Regions from separate parts of the Rattus norvegicus genome. Here region 1 is linked to region 2. The links are chromatin contacts, called in public Hi-C maps. All regions are on one chromosome and are shown on one strand. Each heading gives the region's core, a stretch centred on a gene start, on an enhancer-like site or on the middle of the called end of the contact. The rest is flanking DNA. Distances are from core to core; before and after follow the strand shown. Region 1 overlaps Ppp1r1c (protein phosphatase 1, regulatory (inhibitor) subunit 1C). Region 2 overlaps Itprid2 (ITPR interacting domain containing 2).

Region 1 (2,958 bases), core at 265-2,764, 120 kb after region 2:
ACGTCTAACTACATTCAAATGTACACTTTCATATACCATTCTGGAAACACCTCCCCTTCCCTTGGAGAAATTATAACAAAACTACTGCTCTAACCAGGCAGACACCCATACTTACCTCTGAACAGAGTTGGGCATTCTCTTTGCTCGGTTTTCCTCAAGTGCACACAAAAATTTCCTACCTCAATCAATAGAATCTGGTAAACAAATTATGAATTCTCACTTTCTCCATGAAAAGAACAGAGGCATACTTCGAAAGCAGCAGGTGGGCACACGCATGGGAAACAAGGACTATTCAGCATTTCAAGGACAGAACGGAGAAGTGAGCAGGAGGGATACAGTCAGGTAGTGGAGTTCTCACAGCGTTTAAGTGGATTTCAGAGTGTATCTGACAGAACCACGGGTCATTCGCCATCTCTAAAACATACCTGTGTGTACCTGGCATCAAGTCACCTTTGGAAGTTAACCTGAAGGACACAAAGGATCAAGTTTGCCAAATTACATCTTGCTTTGGTAACAGAGCCTTAGTTATGGGGAAGGTCTGTTTGTAAGCCCAGTTCCACATTCCCTCCCTTTTCTGACTCAGGAAAGAAGGGATTGAGTGGTTGCTGAATTATTCTAGCAATAGAAATAACATTTTAAGATTGAAAGGGATATTTTTGTAAAAGCACTGTCAGGCATTGAAGGCCACAGCGATATCACCAGAGAATTCTCTAATCAACTGCCACCTACTGGGAGAAAAGCCATTCTGTCCTGTATAGCTGGAGACCACAGCTGACAATGTCTTATGGGGCAAAGATGAGGCTTCTGAAAAGTGCAGCACACCATTGAGTCTGGTAGCACCCATAGAAAGCCACAATGCTTAGTTGAATAACGTTAACATAGGAAGACTGAGCATATTTATTTGTGAAGACAGTCACAAACATACCTTGAAAATCGGTTCTCTTGGTACAGGATGAGAGTATAATTCATTTTGAAGGGACCTTATTTGGTCTAAGAATCTATTGCAAAGGCCCAGGCATTTGGAACACTAAGATCTCCTGGATTTTTTTCCTGTTATTGAAGTACAAAAAAATCAAAATTGTGGAAGAAAGAAAGGATGTTCATATTTTTAAATATTCACAGTGTCTTGATGTGAGACAGAGGCAACGGAATGATTAACAGAAATTTTCTTTCAACCTGGGTTTATTTTTGCAAGATTTCTGTTACCCACATCTGTCCCCCTACACATAAACACACACTTTCCAGGAGAGTAATGAGTTCTAATGACACTGCCTGTAACAGTAAGACGTGGGCAGTTGTGAGTTCTTTCCTCCTGAAAGTGCTCATCATTATTTTATGCATCGTCAGCCTTCAACTGCACTCTGAATCTAAAACAAAACAAAAAAACAAAAAAAGGCATTAGGGTGCCAAAGATACTTTCTTCTACAAGATAATTAAATTCTGGTGTAATCCGCCTTAGGCAAAGTGGGGGATACATTGTGTTTTGCTGCCACCAGTTTATCACCCAGAAACAATCCCTCAAGAATTCACTGTGTACAATGTTTCTTCTGTCTACGGCTACTGTTTGCTCTGACTACAGGACAGAACCAAGTGCCAGTATATTCTGAAATTCAGGAACTGGGACTTTATTTCCCAAGAGTACAAGACTCCATAACATGACACAAGGGGAATGTTTAAGACAGAGGACAGGGGAGAAAGCTGATCACATAGCATGCGTGTTTGGTCTTTGCTGTCCACTGTATTTTAGTTTCTGGTCAAATGAAAGTGTGTTGATACATACATACATACATACATACATACATACATACATACATACATACTCTTTCTCTCTCTCTTTCTCTCTCTCTTTTTCTCTCTCTTTCTCTCTCTCTTACACACACACATACACACACACACACACTAATACATAAAATATTTTAAAATAGACATTCAAGGACTAATTTTTTTAAGTTTTGAGTTATGAACGAGATAGCTTTTTTATGTTGTTGAGAGCCACTAATAACGTTTTTTAAAGAAAATATCAGCTCACAGCTTGTATTTACCTGAGTGTCAACAGTTTTCCCTCGATTTGTGACAGCTCTCAACACATTGATTACATAATGTGTTTGCTTGCTTTTCACTCTCACATTTCAATTTGATCTTCCGAGTTATTTTATTCTACTGGTTCCTATGGCACTCCCTCTTGCTTCTTCCTTCATAAAATCTGATCCACTTTTTTATTTATATTTTAAATATATTTCCCAGATATATATGAATCCACAAGCCCAGTTGAATTTACATTTTTTACATTGGTATAATTAGAAAATTTTCAGTTTACAATCTTTCTGTAGTCACTGTGTGTGTGTGTGTATGTGTGTGTGCGTGCGTGCATGTGTACATGTGTTTGAAGTATGTATATGAGCACAGTGATATCCCTGGTCAGAAAACAACTTTGAGGAGTCAGTTCTTTCCTTCCAACACAGGTTCTGGTATTGAACTTGGGATGTTAGACTTACCAACAATTACCCCTAAGATTTTCCTCATACTTCATGAGCACATGGGATAAGAGATATTGTCACTGAAATGTGACTTGGTACAACTTTGTGGGAAAAGGTACAAATGTACTATCTCTTGCTTCTAGATTTTATCTTATTTTATCTTTAATCTGTTATAAACATAGAGTGGGGGGTATTCATCAAAAATGATAAAATATTAAGTGAAAAAGTCTAATTTTATAACTATTCTTGTCTGTTATATGAAAATAGATATGTGAAGAAAATAAAGTAAAATATTCACAATAGTCACTGGTATAAGACACTGCCTTTCAGATAGAAACTGAAGAATTGGAACAATAAATCTTTATATAAACTTATTTAGACTATTGTATAGACTATACCGACAAGCACATAAGACAGATATCCCTGAGCTCACACAAACACAAGTTCACTAATCAATACAGTGCCATGCAAAGCCCCTGTG
Region 2 (3,297 bases), core at 725-3,224:
CTGGGGCCTAAGATGAGTCCTACACATATGGTGCCATCATTGATTGCATCGAAATAGCTTGAAAAGTTCATTAAATAAACACACAGATGATAATGTATCTTCCTCAATGTGTCTGTGCTGTGAAAACATGCAGTAAAACCTGCAGGACTTCTCAGGAAGAATAGGATTGGAAGGATAATACTCTGGACTTTACCAGTGACACAAGGAAGGACAAAAAAATATAAACTAATTAAAGCAGTAGCATGGTTTCCTCATGGTTAACATAGTCAGGAAGCAGATCATACAAGATGGTACTTGACCTTGGAAACGTTTGACTTGTGCTTGTGGTATCCAGGCTTGGGAGCCAGCATTGGAGCTTGTCAGTTACCAAGATGGGGTGAAAGGACGGCCTGGAATCTGACAAAGCTGTGGGTAGGAGTGCCTGTGCACAGGACTGACCTTGCTGGTAGATTTTTAAGTTCCCCGTATTTTGTGTTTTAAGTTCCTGGATTCAGCTGAAAGTTGCTTTCTGTAACCACCTGTGTGTGTGTTGAGGATGATATTCAAAAAAAGATGTGACTTTTGTGTTACATGCAAATTGTTACCCAGGATTTCTGATATGTTTACACAAATGCCCATTTTCAAAATCAGTATAGGTGCAGGGTGCGTGGTTTTTGTTTATTCTCCAGACTTGACTACGAACTAGTGGAGCACTTCAATTCTATACATGTATTGTTCTGAAAATGGAGTTATTTTTATGACTTGATGTGGCTAACTAAAATGTGGCAAAGTGTACACTCACCTTCCTCAGTCAGGTGTGCCTGGGTAGGAACAGAAACAGGAACTTGTCTATACACAGGACAGTACTTTAGTTAGATTAGATAATCACTCAGCCTGAGCTGCATTTGCTCATGACAAGTTCGCTAACTCCTTTTTTTCCCTCTACTAAATTCTGATACTTTCGTTCCTCTTAATTTGCTTTGGTTTGAAGTTCTCTTGAAAACCTGGCTTCCTATCGCTTATTTGGCATAGTTGCTCCTTTAAAGCATGCCTGAGTTTTCATTTTAAAAAGTTCGTTGGCCTGATCCATGTTGCAAATAATTGTCTAGGAAGAGCGTGTTGGCATAGACTAGAATATTGATTCTTTGGCCAATAGCACAGACTATAGAAGAAGTCATTTGTTTCCATTTTACTGCCTTGGTCCTAGGGAATTACTTAATCATTTATAGGAATCTCCTATTAAATATGAAAGATGTTATACTTTGTCAGCATTTAAATTAGTGTGGAAGGCAGATGTTTGACAAACTTTTCAGAATGTGTTACTAAACCCTTCTCGAGAAGCCCTTTAGCTCAGAATGTGTCAACATTTAAAGGAAATCTGCTTTAACATTTACCCTTGCTGTCCACAAAGGACTTACCGAGCACAAGGATGTTGATGGTGTGCTTAGCAAATCAAACTTGCTGAAGTATTTTGAGAACATACGCGATAGATCCCTTGGTTCACTGCTAGCTAAAATTCAAAAACCAATTCATATTGTTATCCTAACTCAGCTAGGTGGTTTTATGTTTAAAGTTTGTTTATAAAATATTTTAGATACTGATTTTTTTCCTTCATTTATTTCTAGCTGATAATCTTTTAACGTTAAATGTCCACAGTACTAAATATCAAGTTACAAAGCTTATTGTATTTGCTACCAAGAAAATAAAATTTGATTCTATCTTCCCAGTAAATTTGTGGCCCTTAACCCCATTAACAAAGCCAGTATTCAGGAAGGCAAGATCTGATCTAGGATAGAACAGCTCTGCAGGTGAGGATTAAGAGTGTTTGGCAGACACTCTCAGGGACCTTTTTTTTTTCTATCTTACTGCACTCCTGGGTGCATGAAAACAATGCCATCTGTCAGGCCTTTGTTTCCATCACTGAACCCTGGGAGGTTTAAAGACTGCTTTGTTACTTCAGTGCACTCAGTCAGCTGAATCCCCTTTGGAAAGAGAATGTCCATACACAGTCCTTTCATACAAGTGTTTAATGCACAGTCTGTACTTAAACTTTTGTCAACCCAAGAGCCCTCCTCATTCCAGATTGTGTACAAATCCCAGTTGAGGACAAAACAGTACTGCCTTAGAATTTGTCTGAGTCATTTGTGATATGGGTGATCATGACCAAAACCATTTACAGATACTTGAGAATGTACATATGTGTAGGAATAAAAAGATGGTTTATAGGATATGTGAAAATGTGCCATTCTCAGAGGAGAGTCAGCCTCAAATGTCAAGAATAAGTAGCATAGATTGGCATGCTTTTTATAAAGGTACTCTGTTTAATTTAGCTTTTAGGATGGGTTTACAACTGTCAGTGTATCTGACATGTTTAAACATGTGTTTAGGTAAAAACACAGCTTCTCATGCATTCCTTTGGAATGTTTTAGAGAACATTTAAGGGTCCTGGCTTTGGGGCTCTAAGCACTATGTCGATGCAGCCTCACATGTTGTACCAGCAAGTCATTCATTGTGTGTTGCAAGAAAAAATCGTGTGTGTGTGTGTGTGTGTGTGTGTGTGTGTGTGTGTGTGTGTGTGTGTGCGCATGCGCGTCAAGTAGTCTGTCTGATGTCAATACAACCTTTTGGAAATTGTGCTCACAAAAGTGCTTTTACTAGCCAGTCTAGAATTTTCATACTCTGAAGCCCCATGTCTTCTCTTACTCCGAACCCAAGTGGTCTCTATAGCATGAGGAACTTTAGAGCTAATTTATTTGTTCACAGTTCTGCTGTGAAATGGCTTATTACAGGCATTGTGTTATTTTCAGTGCTAGTTTCAATGTGGCTACTTTCATTTTCTTTCTCTTTCTTTGTTCTGTTGTTGGTTGGTTGGTTGGGTGTTGGTTTTTTGAGACAGGGTCTCAGTATTTACCCTGGTCTGCCCTGGAACTCTCTCTCTGTAGAGTAGGCTGGCCCTGAATTCAGAGATCTATCTTCTTCTGCTGCCCAAGTTCTAGGATTAAAGGCATGTGCCACCACCCCCAGCTTTCTCTTATTATTCTCGAGATGGTATCATTTCTGTGCTCCTCGAGTAAAATGTACTAGACAATGGAGATTCGTGTTCATTGGGTTCTTTTCTTTCTTATTGAGATAGGGCTTGTCCAAGGTGGTCTCAAGTTCAAGGACTCAAATAATCCTTCGGTCTCAACCTCCCAGGCTCTTAGATACTCTTTTATATTTTATGCTAGCAATATCTGTGTTACCATAATATTTAGCGTTCATTTTTAATTGAATGATAAACAGGAAGATGTAATAAAGTTGTCTTATTAGAGAATGCTT

Evidence for each region. A called contact is a pair of places that touch in the nucleus more often than the background predicts.
Region 1: a Hi-C map of Schwann cells shows a contact between it and region 2, with 5 times the contacts expected there. The contact joins two enhancer-like sites. A contact is called at or near these places in 3 of 12 Hi-C or Micro-C datasets (the A7r5 cell line, the Rat2 cell line and Schwann cells).

The regions. Positions count from the first base shown.
Region 1 is chr3:85,097,282-85,100,239 of GRCr8, forward strand. All of the region lies in intron 4 of Ppp1r1c (protein phosphatase 1, regulatory (inhibitor) subunit 1C), which reads left to right. Among named protein-coding and RNA genes, the nearest start is that of Ppp1r1c, 75 kb to the left of the region's middle. Within about 2 kb of position 1,515, at least 1 of the 93 cell types and tissues checked has an H3K27ac peak or open chromatin away from gene starts, as enhancers often do. A contact at or near this core is called in Schwann cells, where this site is marked.
Region 2 is chr3:84,972,952-84,976,248 of GRCr8, forward strand. The region is part of intron 16 of Itprid2 (ITPR interacting domain containing 2); the gene reads left to right. Among named protein-coding and RNA genes, the nearest start is that of Itprid2, 31 kb to the left of the region's middle. Within about 2 kb of position 1,975, at least 16 of the 93 cell types and tissues checked have an H3K27ac peak or open chromatin away from gene starts, as enhancers often do. A contact at or near this core is called in Schwann cells, where this site is marked.